Regions from separate parts of the Dromaius novaehollandiae genome. Here region 1 is linked to region 2. A link is a contact called in public Hi-C data. All regions are on one chromosome and are shown on one strand. Each heading gives the region's core, a stretch centred on a gene start, on an enhancer-like site or on the middle of the called end of the contact. The rest is flanking DNA. Distances are from core to core; before and after follow the strand shown.

Region 1 (6,481 bases), core at 1,547-4,046, 170 kb before region 2:
AAATCTTAATCCTCTTACCCAAGGGCATTTTTCTGATTCTCTCCAAAATCAAATGGTACAGTGATAACAACGTCATTTACATCTGAACCCAATGCAGACTGAGCAGTTTCTGTTTATAAACATAGGCAGAACATGTTGATTAAAAGCAAAAAACCAACACACCACATCTCAAAAATATGAGGACAGCTTAAATTAAAATATCTTATGATTTTACTTATTATATACCTTTCATTTTACTGAAAATGAGTTTCGCAACATCTTCTGGATTAATAAGTTTATTATCTATTTCATAGTGAAGTTTTCCATTCTTCTCAATTATCTGTAAGCAAAACCAACACATATTCATAAGACATATAATTTGGTTATTATTGAAAAACAATGTTTAATTCGATTTCCGTTCGAAGTCAAAAACATTGGACTTTGTAAATACTCTCTATGCTAGTATTCTGCTGTAAGGGAATAAACACTTCTAAAATATTTATCAAAGACAGCTCACCAAGAAACCTTGTATTAACCAATAGGATAGTGACACTGATACGGACTTAAAGGCTCCAGACCTCCTTTCACAATTAAAGGGTTTTCCTTAGTACAAAAGTAAATTTCAGAGCAAGAGTGTTTGCTTGCTTATATTCAGTAATGGTTATCCACATAAGCCTACCAATACGAAGAGTCAAAGACTAGTGAAAAAACTCATTCCTCCCTTAGCGACGAGTCAAAACCTGGTTACAACTTCCTAAGTGGTGCTCACATACTCAAAAGCATGTGAGGTAAAGAGCGAGTTTTGTATGATTTAAGGTAATTTTTCTCTCGCTTTGCCACAAAGTTTCCAGTAACAAGCACAGTATTAGCCAAATAATGTGATTAAGTCAAGGGGTTAACCATTTGCGAACACAAAATGCCCTACCCTGAGTAACTTCTACCAGCACTAAGAAACACAACAATGCTATTATCTGAATATATTAAAGAATCATCCCTTTTAAGAATGGCCCAGAGACATATGTAATTTTTCTGTTGGACTATATTACGATGGCAGATTTCAGGACATGGTGAAGCCTCCACCTTGTGAAAAGAGAAACACGTTCTACGTAACATCATACACACCTCATATAATGGGAGCTGATCGCTAAAAAACACAAGCACGGTGTGACACAAACAATGCAATAAAAAATACTAGAAAGTGATACAAGTTATTCTGAGAACAACAACAAACATTAGATCATACTTACTGAACACTTGCTTTCTGTAATATATTTTTCAGCTTGTGGGTCACCAGAGCTATCAAGACAAATTCAGAACAGCAGAATAAATCATATAAATAATTCAATATAATTATAGATAAATATGAAAAATTCATCTTGCTGATGTTCTCAGTAAGTTCTATAGTATATAAAACTACACTTCAGCCAGAATTCCTGTTCTCCCTATGGATATATCTGTATCAGAGGGAAAAAAAATGGTTCTGACCATTGGTATCCTTCAATCTCCTCCCCCAAACTAAGAAAGAAGCAAATTTCTGAAAGTTAGAATAAACAGCACGTAACATTAAAAGGAAAAAAAAAAATCTGTTTTAACCTAATGTTACCCTCAATAATCAGTTATGAAAGATTTTAGTGTCACTTTTATTGCATTGACTGAAACAACATGGCAGCAATAAGCTAACCATCTTTAAACTCTGATTGACTACAGAAAGATATGGCTCTGAAAAAAATGCTAAGAAAAACATCAGAACAGACAGCTTCTTGTCAACTCATTTCACTTAAAGAGCTGCAACATACAACTAAATTATCACTGAAATGTTTTGTGGAATCTCTCACGTCAGACCTAAACCAGCAAGTTTAGTTTTAAAATCATTGTAGTTGTCACCGCAAATCATCACAGGTCCACTAACTGCAGAATAACAGGAGGCATTTCATCAATGCATTTCATCATTGTCATAATAAGCAATTCAAGTTTTTAGATGAACTAAGCCAGAACTGATTTTATCTTTAGTAAGATGTTCAGCTAAAAAATATGAGTTTTTAGGTAAGGAACCTAAGTACCTATCAAAAGCAAATGTTCTATTTATTATTAAACTCCTGTTGAAATTTGAATATTGAAACAAATTCAGATACAAAATACATCTGTAATGCAATGTAGGATGAGTTTTAGTAATATGACATACATACACTCCTGTCAAAGCCAGGTCAACTAAACTGCTATTGCTCAAGTATAAAGTTATCTACGATATAAAATATCTTCAGCAGATCAACTTCAGCACTGCAACCACACCTCCCTGAGCAGCTTCGACGGGGGAAACCAAACTCCTCGACTTTCGCTTCGCACCTACTCCCTTACCTCCGCCCAAGGATCTGCTTCACTTTCACCACAGTGTTGGAAATGTTCCTGATCCTGCTCTGCTTCGCGGCCAAGCCAACAACCTGGGGGAGAAGCGAGCAGAGCGTAAGCGCCGGGCGGCGCTGGCCTCCCCCGGGGCAGGGCCGCGGACCAGCCTCACCTCCTCACTCTCCGAGAACGCCACCACGGCGGGGGTCACCCGGTCTCCGGCGTCGTTGGCCACCACGTCCGCACGGCCATCCTGAGGAGAGAGGCACCGCCCGTGAGCCGCCCTGCCGCCACACGGGCGCAGGGACCCCAACCCGCCCGTCGCGCCCGGCCCCTCACCTTGTACACGGCGGCGCAGGCGCAAGTAGCGCCCAGGTGGACGCCGATGGCCGCCATGAGCCCCCCGCGCTCCGCGCGCGGCCCCCCACAATGCACTGTGCCGCCCTCTCCGGTCCCGCCCCCCTCACTGGACCAATCACGCTGCCCGCTTCGACCCACCCACCAATCAGAGCCCGCAATTCCCCCTCCCCTCAAACCAATCGCAGAGAAGCGCAAGGCTTCCCTTCTCCCGCCCCTCGTTCCCTGCGCCGCCGCGCTCCGCGCCGCTTGGGGGTGTCGTCATCGGCGGAGCGGCCAATGAGAAAAATCGGGAGAAGGGCATCATCGGGCATAGTAACGGGGCAGAGCCGCCGCGGGAGGGGGCGGTGGCTTCGGCGTCAGCGGCCGTTAGCAGCGCGGTCCTCGCGGCCCCTCCGGGCTTCGTATGACAGAACTGCGCGAGGAATACCAGTGTCTTTATTTTCTTCTAGAAACAGCCCCCAAGCACCCTTGTCCTTGCGTGCGAGCCCCGGGAAGCCCCGGCCGTGAAGGCTCGGTAGGCGGCTGGCGGCCTGGCCCTGGGGGGACCTGGTCGCGCCCGGATTGGCGGCCGCGGTCGCCGCCGCTCCCTGTCACGGAAACCTGCCGCCAGCAACGGCCAAACCGCAGCTAAAAATTCAGCCTGGCCCCAAACGACCCAATGGTTAAGAAAGCAGGGGTTAAAACAGAGGAAGGTGAATGAGGCTATTTCGTGCCTGCACTGCGGGGGCGGCAGGAGGTTGCTTTATGTCAAAGGTTTCTTTCACAGTTTAATTGCAGGCAGTGAAGCACATGGAGACGGTGCAAGTATTTGCTTCACGTGTCATAATTGCTGCCAGTCAAGCTTGCATAGTCTAACTGTGCATGACCAATGTCTGAAAAGTAAAGCTCAGTATCTCCTTATGCTACAGTGACACCAGTGAAGTCCATCTCATGATTATTACATGAAAAAAGAAAACAAAAAGCTTTGAATCCATGTGCTTTTTAAGTCATGCTTTGGGAGAATTTAATGTCATACAGAGCTCGCTTCTTTCCGACAAAAACCATTGCCATGCTGAAGGCTGCTCAGGTTTCACAGGACCTGATATATGAACAGCTGTTTTGGGGCAGTCTTTCTGGTCCTAGAAAACCCTGGACCTTTGTGTTTCTCAGGTGTGCTTCAGGCAACAGCCTGCTTTAGGGACAGCAAAGAAAGGTTGGCTACCTTCCCCCCCGCCTCAAGTTTAGGTGTGTTACAGTAGACTTCATAACACAAGTTGCGTTTAATAGCAAAAGCCTTTTGCTTTTGGCTTAGTGTGGTGTATTGAAATATGTATTACAATAATCAAGCAGTTGATAAACAAGCTAAGAGGGCCTATAATAGAAAGGGAGAGGCGAATGGGTTTAGCAGCAATAGATCTTGAATCAGTTTGGGAAAAGAAAAGGGGAGAGTATTTTTAGACTGTTATATTTGAGCTAATGCACAGAGGAGAGGCATCGCAAACCAGTATCCAGGGCACTTTTGGTGTCATGTGCCTGCAGATCCCTTTTCATGAACACTCAGGGAGCAGATTTTGGATGCAGCCAATTTCTCCATGTACCTTAGAAGACAGCAGAGTCACCTAAAAAATGCAACTTTTTGCCCTCCCACTGTAAATATCTCAGTACTTCTGTAATAACTCAGGTTAGGGTGTTTATTTGGCTCTGATTTCCAAAAGGAGTCTAAATGCAATATAATTCCATCTCACTGCACCATTCAGAAGTAAAGATTGTCCTTATCCTTGCTTTATACATGATACGCAGATGGCTTAAAGGAGCGTGTGAAGATCACATGAGAGTTAAAGGAGTTAACCAAGGTCACAAAGGAATTTTGTGTCACAAAACTTATCCTGCGTTTCCTAAGTATCCTAGTCACTCTAGGACTGTCTCTCTTGGAACAACTGAGCTTGCTGAAGTCTGACCAAGGGGAAGCCTGCCTGGAGCTCAGATTGCCTGGATTCCATGTGCACGAGATGATCCCAGGGGTTGATAAAGGCAAAACTTGTACAGCTGAAAACAATACCTTTAAAGTGTTTCCAAATTGTAGCTCCTTTCTGCGTCCCTTTGTGAACAGAGGAATGGAAAGGGAAAAAGTATAGAGATGGACAGGAGAGACCTGTAGGGATTGGAGAAAGTATTATAGAAGGGTGTCTCAGGACAGAAAGCAATGAAGAGGAGGGTGTCTTTGGCAAAGGTGAAGATGGAGGGAGTCTAAGAAGAGACATTGAAGTTAGGAGGATAAAGGAGAAAAGAAGCCCCTAGTACAGGAACCCTCCAAGAATAGCTTTCTCATGCTTTCTCTGAAATCCTAGTTCCATTTGCAACATTTTTTGCTGATAGACTCATATTGGGATTAGAATATAAAACTGTATGTGTAATTTGTGTGTCAAAAAGTGATTGTGAACATGCTGCCAAAGTCTCTGCTACACAAATGTGCACCGTTTATTTCATGCCTCTGCAATGCACATCCATGGTTATTTTCCGGATGTTGTAATGCTATGGACACGTCAGGATAGACACAAAGAACTTCTGCTTATTTTAACTAAAGCAGTTAATACTCCTTTCAGGTTCAAGCAAACCTGCATGGAAGCAGACACCCTGGCAGAAGATTATGGCAGTTGATTAATGCAGACAGTAGTAGTTGTTCGGGAGCAAAAAGAGCTCATCTGCCCATGCCCTTCATATCTTTTACGATAGCATCCATAGCTAGTGGGAAGCTCTGGAGTTGCACTGAGTCTGGGATAGCTGAGACATGGGTAACACTTCTAAATAAAAATGTAAAAGGCTGCCCTGCTTACACTGGCAGTTCTGTAAATGAGTGAAAGCCTTAATACTCTTGCTGTTCATCAAGGATAGGGTTGAGGAGCAGAGTACTGAAGCCAGCAGCAGTGTGGACTCAGGATGCAACTTGTGGTTTACATCTTTACACCTCCAGGAAGAGTCTTCCCTCTAAGTCAGAGGCAAGAGATAGATGTGGCTAGGATTTGATTAGAGGCCTGTACAGCCGCAGGTACGTTCATCAGGAAGCAGGCTCACCATGCTCGGGTATGCTCAGAGAGGGATTTCTTAACTCCCTCTGCCAAAAATCAGCCTCCAGTTTAGCCAGGTACATTGCTGAAACTTGTTAGTATTATTTCCCAGCTGACAAGCTAGTGGCACAAGCCTTCGCAGTGAGAGTAGGGCAGGATCTCTGAGCTCCCCAGTCTCTCCCAGTCCATGGCACATCTCTCAGCCAATCCAAAAACCAGACTTGGCACAGTGAGACCAGCTGTTAGCACAGTATAAAATGAGCCTTTGCAAAAGCTCAAGCTATTTTTGCACTGAGAGCTCACAGTCAACTAAGAAGCTTGGATGCAGAAGTGGATTCCCCTGGCACTGTGCATAGTAAGGTGACTGCTGGAAAATCATGGAGATTACAGCAAAAAGGGAGTAACATCTGCTAAGTATTTTGAGTGGAAGCAAGTGTCTCTATTGAACAACAGACTGTTTCATGGCTGGCAAATAGTATATGCTCTAAAATTCCCCCTGGGGTGAGGGAAGAAGGAGGAGAGAACTTCTTTTAATTATCTCGTGCATGTTCTGACTTAATTCTGAGGCAGTTAAGCTCTAAGGAGGGTAGAGACAGCAGCTGCAAGACCATGGCCTGTGATCTTCTCCAGCCTTGGGATGTAAACAGGGTCAGTGGAGTCAACACTCAGGAGGGCGTTAGGGAGAACTCAGCTGCCATGGGATCTGGACAGCAGTCCAGCAGGTGGCACTTCCCTCCTGGTTTTGAACGCGGCCG
Region 2 (6,706 bases), core at 2,675-5,174:
TCCTGGGACGTGTAAAAAGACTGTAACATAAACAGGTTGACTTGCCAAACGCAATCCTGAGACTGGATAAGGAGTCTGTTTGTCAGTTTGGTGTCATGGACCAGTCTGAAGTGCTTTCTCAGAGATTTTAACCAGGGATAGTAGAGAAACTTCTTCAGTGTTGCACTGCTTTATCTCTTGTGATCCTAGTTTAATGGAGATACCAAGATTATATTTTGCTTTAAAACAAAAAAAAAAAAATCCTTTTGCTGTGCAGGTAAATTTCCTCCTTCCAGCTCTGCAGCTTGTGTATAGCCCACAATAATTTGCATTTAATTAGAATTTGGATCAAATCTGGGAGGAAATGAGGTATGCTGATCATCGCTGCCCATCTGCACTGGGATAGATAGGTGTGGGAGAGCTGAGAATGCTTAAAATTCACCAGCAGTGAACAGCTAAGCAACCTTAAACCCCAATTCTCCCTGTTGAGAACGTAGAATCTGGGCTATGGAAGAGCAGAAATCTGATGATCCTCCCACTGGGGAAGATCCACAAGCTGATTTCTCTCTGTCTTTAAACTTTTCCCTTACAATATCGTGTATAGGCCTGGGCAGTGTTACCTGTGAATTTAGCTCTGTCATTTCTCAATGCAAAATGATCCGTCTTCTAGTTTTTTTTTTGAAATCCTACTTTGCTGTTGTGGCCTTTCTCCTCCAAGGACATGCTGATCTGAATACAGTGTTAACACATTACTTGGTAGTGTTTAAATTTATTTCCTGGCATTGAACGCAGGGATCTGATTCTGTCACTAGGTCCTGCTTAGCTCTTACAGGAACTTATTGCAGTTCCTGCAACAGAGCAGTATTTAAACCAGGCCAAACTGATCATTGGAATCTACTGAAAGGGATTTCTTTTTTTTTTTTTTTTTTTTTTTTTTTTTTTTTTTTGTTGCCCTAAAGTGAGGCATAAAATGAAATTCATTTTATCCCATCCTTCCTCGTGCCTCAAGAAAGAAGGGAAGTGTGTCATCATTGAGCCTTAGGATCCAATTCTGTCACCGTCTGCCTTTCTGCAAGTTGCCTTTGTGACTTGCCTTTGAGTAAAATACTACTCATCTTGCGTAGGGATGGCAGATCTGATCCTTCATGCTTATGACTACTAGTTACCCAGGAAAGCCTGGGATGAGGAGGGGGGAACAGATTACTCATGTGGGAATATAGAATTGGATTCTTAACTGGTGCGAGTGGGTGCAGATAACTTATCTTGAGAAGTTGGGGAGAAATCCTCATCTTTGAGTGGCACATTCCTAGCTCTCACTGAAGCTGTGTTCATCCATACCAGCTGAGGATCTACTCATGGTCTTTGCCTTAGGATGTTAAACAAAATAATTTCTACTTTGTAATTGCATTGAACATAACTGCTTGAGAACACTTTTTATTAAGGTCAACAGTGGCGTGTTTGTATTGTAAAGATGGTGGGGGAGGGCTGATTTGTTTGTTTTTTAGTTTGTTTTGCCTTTCTGGTAGATATTGGACATTTTAAATACAATTTCAGCTTAGTACTTGGGACAAAATGCTCCCAATTAGCAATGTCTCCTAGATATAGCCTTCCATTTGTCAAGATCCAAGCATTTCTTACGAGGACACAATCAGATCAAGAGTAAATTAAATTGTGATAAGTGTATTGCCATTGACTTAGATTTTCAGTGTGACTCACGTCTAGAAGATTAAATGTGAAGCTGGTTTACTAGACTCTTCAGATTGTGGACTACGAAAGACAAAGGCCAAACAGAAGACTCTCCTATGTATTTTCTCAACAAAGGAACACCTTAACTGTTGCAGACTTCTTCCCTCCCTCCCTTCCTTCCTCTGGAAGGAGAGGATCTTCATTTCTGGCAGCACATTGTTCAAACACTTGCACTGATTGAATTTGTTTCATGTTGTTGATTGTTGAGGCAGCACTGTATGCTAGATTTCCATACCACTATTGTTTTATCTTAGCCTTTCCCTGCCTACCACACTTCTTAATATCTGTTGGTTTCCACTCTGCAATTGCTTTCTGTTCAGTATGGAAATCTTTGGAAACTGGGGAGAAACCCTCTTTTGCCTTGACAAGACCATTTCTTAGCCATTTTCCCTCAATGAATATGGCAATCCTCCTGTGCATACACAGTGAAGTGAATGAAGCTGGGCGTAATCCAGATGGCAGCAGCGTCTGTGCTGGGGGGCACTGCTCTTTGACTTCAGTGAGTGTTGGATTGGGCCCTTTAATGATGAATGCTTTCTGCTTTCTCTTCATATTGGCTTGTGATTCAGGGTAGAGTTTCTCCCTCTGAAACACAGGAAGCCAGAAAACACCCTTGTACATACAGTGTGAAGTAGATTTTTGTTTCCAGTTGCAATTCTCTATACGAATAGGACATCGTGTTTGTTAGAGCACCTTTTCTGCTGATCTTTTAGGCTAGGAATCCACATCACCTTTGTGTTGATTTGACAGGCAAAAGCTTGTCTTTAAAATCAGGATTGGGCTAGAATGTGCAACCCTTAAATGGGTGGTCAGCTAGTCACACCACAAGTGTCCTGTGCGGCTGCTCAAGTAAGAAACTGCTTGCCAGCGAAAGCAAGCAATTGTTGATCTGTTCTTTAGCTATATGAATTTTGAAGCAATCCTGCAAATACTTCAGCGAGAAATCTTTCTGATTTAAAAATGGCTCACTTTTACCACTTTTGCTTCTTAATAAGGCAGTACTTTTTTAAAACTCTCTTGCTTTTGATAGTATAGTAGTAAATTTTTAGACTCTTTGTGACTTTAACCTTCTGTTAATATCTGCATTTGTGAGTGTACATATATAAATATATATAAATATAAAAAGGGAGCCTTAATGGATTTGTTTTCATAATTTAATATTTTTTGTATTTGCTCTTGTATAATTGTTTTTAACTAAAGGTATTACAAAAATGAGGGTGGAGTACTTAGAACCAAAGTTATGCTTAATAAAATCTACTACATGCTTGGAATATGCAGTGGTGTCTGTCATGTCCTGCTGAAGTCAAAACCCTGGAGACTGCAGTGAGATATCCAGGTTATTTAAAATTCTGCAGTGCGGGGGAAGTATCAAGATCACAGTGACTCTTCGTTCTTTAAAACTTCACCTGTGTTTGTGTGTGCAAAATTATTGGCAAATCGTTTTTAAAGATGCAGAAAAAAGTTTCTATTATCACTTGAATATTCTTGTCACAGAAAATTTTTAGAAGGACTGTGTAGCTGTTTAGCTAATGCAAGGTAAGGCAGCGTGAGGAAAACATGTAATGGGATTAAATAATTGTGGAAATCATTCCCTGTTCTGCTAACTTTATTAAAATGCACGAGGCAAAATTCACCCTTGGAATCACCAGCACTACAACAACTCCATTCAAAAAAGGCAGTGAGAAAATAGCAATGAGCCTGGTCCTGGGTTCAGTCCTACAAAGGACTTTAGTAGAAATGCTTCAGTCCTACAAAGGCTTTTAGTTTAGCAGGCCTGTGGTTCTAGTAGGGAAACCTGGATGTGTAAAAGCAAGTACACGCTCATATGGTTTGTTGGGTTAGGGTCATATTGTTCCATGCCTTACAAAATTGAACCAAGAGCAAAATCCTATGTTAACAGCAAACTGAGAGAACTAGCGATAGGGGGAATAGGGCAGGAAGAGGTGAGAGAGATGAATTCTTTCTGAAAATGCTTAGATATTAATGATGAGCCCTGGTCAGCCAGGGACAGGAGTTGATGGAAGGAGAGACAGAAGTGCTAGGGTGAAATGAAGTGGGGGAGGAGGAGAGGAGCAGTGAATTCAGAACAGATGTCAGGAAATGCTTTTTCCTTCAGAAACAGCTCAGCATGTGGAATGGATCCTGACAGTACTGCTGATGCAATGATGCTGGACCTGCTCCAGGAGCTGTCAGATGTGGGGGAGGTAAGAAAGAATAGAGAGTTAATAAGGGATAGGTTTCTGTGGCCTGTTGAAGATATTGCCCTGTGCTGTCTTACCTCAAGCATGTCCAAATGTGTTTTGAATTATCCTTTGATATTTCACTCCAGCTCCAGAAAGAAAACAGAGTGGAGGGTGTTTGATCTGCTTTTGTAGCAAGTCCAGCAAAAAGATGATCTTCCTTTTGTATGCTTTTTTGGATTGCACTGAGCTAATACATTTTGTCATGTGGCTTTTGCAAGCACAGGTCTGCCATGGAGGGATCCTCACGATGGGGGCTCTGTTTGTGCTCCCCTGGCCGTATGCGAGTTGGTTGTGTCATGCCATAGCTTTGTGGAAAGAAGTACCTTGGCCACTGTTACAGGGGCCATAAATTGTCATTCATAATTTAAAATTGCTTGATTAGACTTGGGTTGTCATTTGCACTGCAGTAATGAACTGAGTAAGGTGGCTGGATAGGAAATGACTTCCCTATTGCGGTTTCCATAGGATCAGTACTCATATCTGTAGGGTGAAGAATGGGAGGGCAAGTTTGATTCTCAGCACATACCAATGGGAAGAAAGTTCAAAGTGGATGAGATCTGGCGAAGCAGAAAGACGAGGTATCTTTCCCCTACCACCTGCACTTTCAACTATTTTCATAGCACTTGAAATCTTTCACCTGACAGGGCAAAGTTCTGCAGTGCTCTTGTAAATATTAATGATGCCTCTCCTTGGTGGAGGCGATGGAAACTGTGGCCCAGAGGACGTATTTAGCGATGGTAACAGAACACAGATCTCCTGATTTCCACTCCTGTGCTCATCTTTCATGGCCCATTTTTTGAATTGCTTTAGACCTTGTTAAAGGCTTCATTCAGTCCCTCACACTGGCACTTGCTGCCTCCATTGCCTCTCTGAATTTACCTAGAGACTATTTCTATTCCTCTTTGACTGGGTACCTAGGGGTTCATCGCGCTGAACATCAGATGGGTACCTTTGAGCTAACCATCTGGATTTCATTTACATCAGTGCAGAGAAGCCAACCCTCTGGACTGCAGGTCCTTTCCTTTCCTTCGATTATAAGGGAACCTGCATGCATAACTCAGCGGGAACATCATCTATGCTGTAGGACTCTGAAGCTGGATGATTTGAATGCCACCTATTAATTTTTCCCATTTTTATAATGCTACCCATTAATTTTTTTCACAGAATTTTGCAACTTAATAATGATTAGGCACCCAAATACCTTAGTAGATATGGCCTTAAATCTCTTGGTGCTTCCTAAATAGAGATAATGATCCCTCCCTTTCCATTGCACTTCCCAGCTGTTTGTACAGGCTCTAGTGCTTGCTTAGAGCAGTGGAGTCCTAATCCTAGCTGATCCCGAAATGCTGTTGGAATAGGTGGCCTGTACAAAGGGCTAGTGGGAAGGGACCTGCAGGGCTCTCACTATAGCTGTAGTAATAATTATCAGAATAATAATTTTCTGAATTAACTTCTATTATATATCCCAAGCCTAATCTCTCCAGTTGATGGCATAAGCAATTTAATACATATTGAAGCTGGCACAGGGAAACTTCAGACTGATTAGGTGGGAAGAAATTTGTACTACTTTCCCCCTCTTCAGCTGCTCAGAAACAAATCTTTCATAATGCAATTGAAATGCCAAGTCTGCTTCATTGTGCTTGAAAATTAAAGAGTGCCCAGCAAGCCTAAGCCCCTTAGCAGGGTTCATTTGAAGCTTGTATCACACGGTATGAAAAGGCAAAGGAAGCGGCCTGCAGAGCTCTCCCTCGTGAAAGCCGAATCCACCTGTCGGCACATCTGAACTTTTCTTTCTGAAAAGGGGGATCGCTTTGTTTTGTGGTGTGGGGGCTTTTCCTGTTGAGTCCGGTAGGATATCTTCTTTTGAACTCTTTTTTGGTAAATGAAGCCTAAAAGATGCTCCAATGAAAAGCTGAACAGGAATTTGCTTTCATCACTAACAGAAGAAAAAGAGAGACTTTCTTCAAACTTACGCTGTCAAACCTGGGAGGCCTTTCCTCACAGAACAGTCATGGATTGTAATGAGTAACTTTCCTCAATGTATAACTTCAGCATTTGTCTTCAATCAGTTTCTTGGCTAGTAGTTTAGGTGAGTTGTCCTCCGTGCTGGGTTGTATTTTAGGATCCCATTGTAAAAAGTTGAACTGAGGTTCTGTTGGAAAGGGTGGCTTTGGAAAATGTGCTATTCTTAGTCACGTGCCCCCTACATTTCAAGACTATTGGTTCATTAGGGAAAATTTCCTCCCATTTGGGATATATTTAGAGTTAACTCATTAAATATCAGGGAGTAAGTTCTCTTCACAACAGAGCTCTTGTATTTTTGTCGTTTCCTTGCGCCAAGGGAGTTCCTCCTGCACCAAGGGAGTTCCTCCTTCGCCAAGAACTCTGTTGGCTACGTAGTTGTCAGGTAGTCTTCCTAATCCCCACGACTGGAGGTGAATAGCAAACTACTGACAGCTTTAAAGTCCCCTCAGGGGGAAGACCTGCTAAATCCTGATGCTCAAGAGTAGGAATCCCTGCTGTTTGGGGAGGGGAGGAGAAAGGAGGTGATAAAAGGAGGACTGGACAGTGGGGGAAGGTGAGACCCTGACCAAGTTCATCTCCTTATCCAAGATTAAGCAGCAAGTCTCCCTTGAAGGTGAGTACGGCCTACAGCCCTGTGCATGACATCATGTGTTCCTGTGTTCAAATCTAATGTATCATATGTCTTGTTTTTTCTTTCCCTGAAGCCTCATTGT

Evidence for each region. Hi-C and Micro-C count contacts between places; a contact is called where the count stands out from the background.
Region 1: a contact with region 2 is called in a Hi-C map of brain, with 4 times the contacts expected there. The contact joins the promoter of HSPA14 here to the enhancer-like site in region 2. A contact is called at or near these places in 3 of 4 Hi-C or Micro-C datasets (brain, liver and ovary).

What each region holds. Positions count from the first base shown.
Region 1 is chr1:4,835,464-4,841,944 of bDroNov1.hap1, reverse strand. It overlaps HSPA14 (heat shock protein family A (Hsp70) member 14), which reads right to left and starts at 2,796. Exons shown (of 14, transcript XM_026119352.2): 1 at 2,662-2,796; 2 at 2,495-2,575; 3 at 2,335-2,417; 4 at 1,227-1,275; 5 at 226-319; 6 at 19-109. The coding sequence starts at 2,718.
Region 2 is chr1:4,670,634-4,677,339 of bDroNov1.hap1, reverse strand. FAM107B (family with sequence similarity 107 member B) reads left to right here. Exons shown (of 6, transcript XM_064504798.1): 6 at 1-2,996. Among named protein-coding and RNA genes, the nearest start is that of FAM107B, 62 kb to the left of the region's middle. Within about 2 kb of position 3,924, at least 1 of the 2 cell types and tissues checked has open chromatin away from gene starts, as enhancers often do.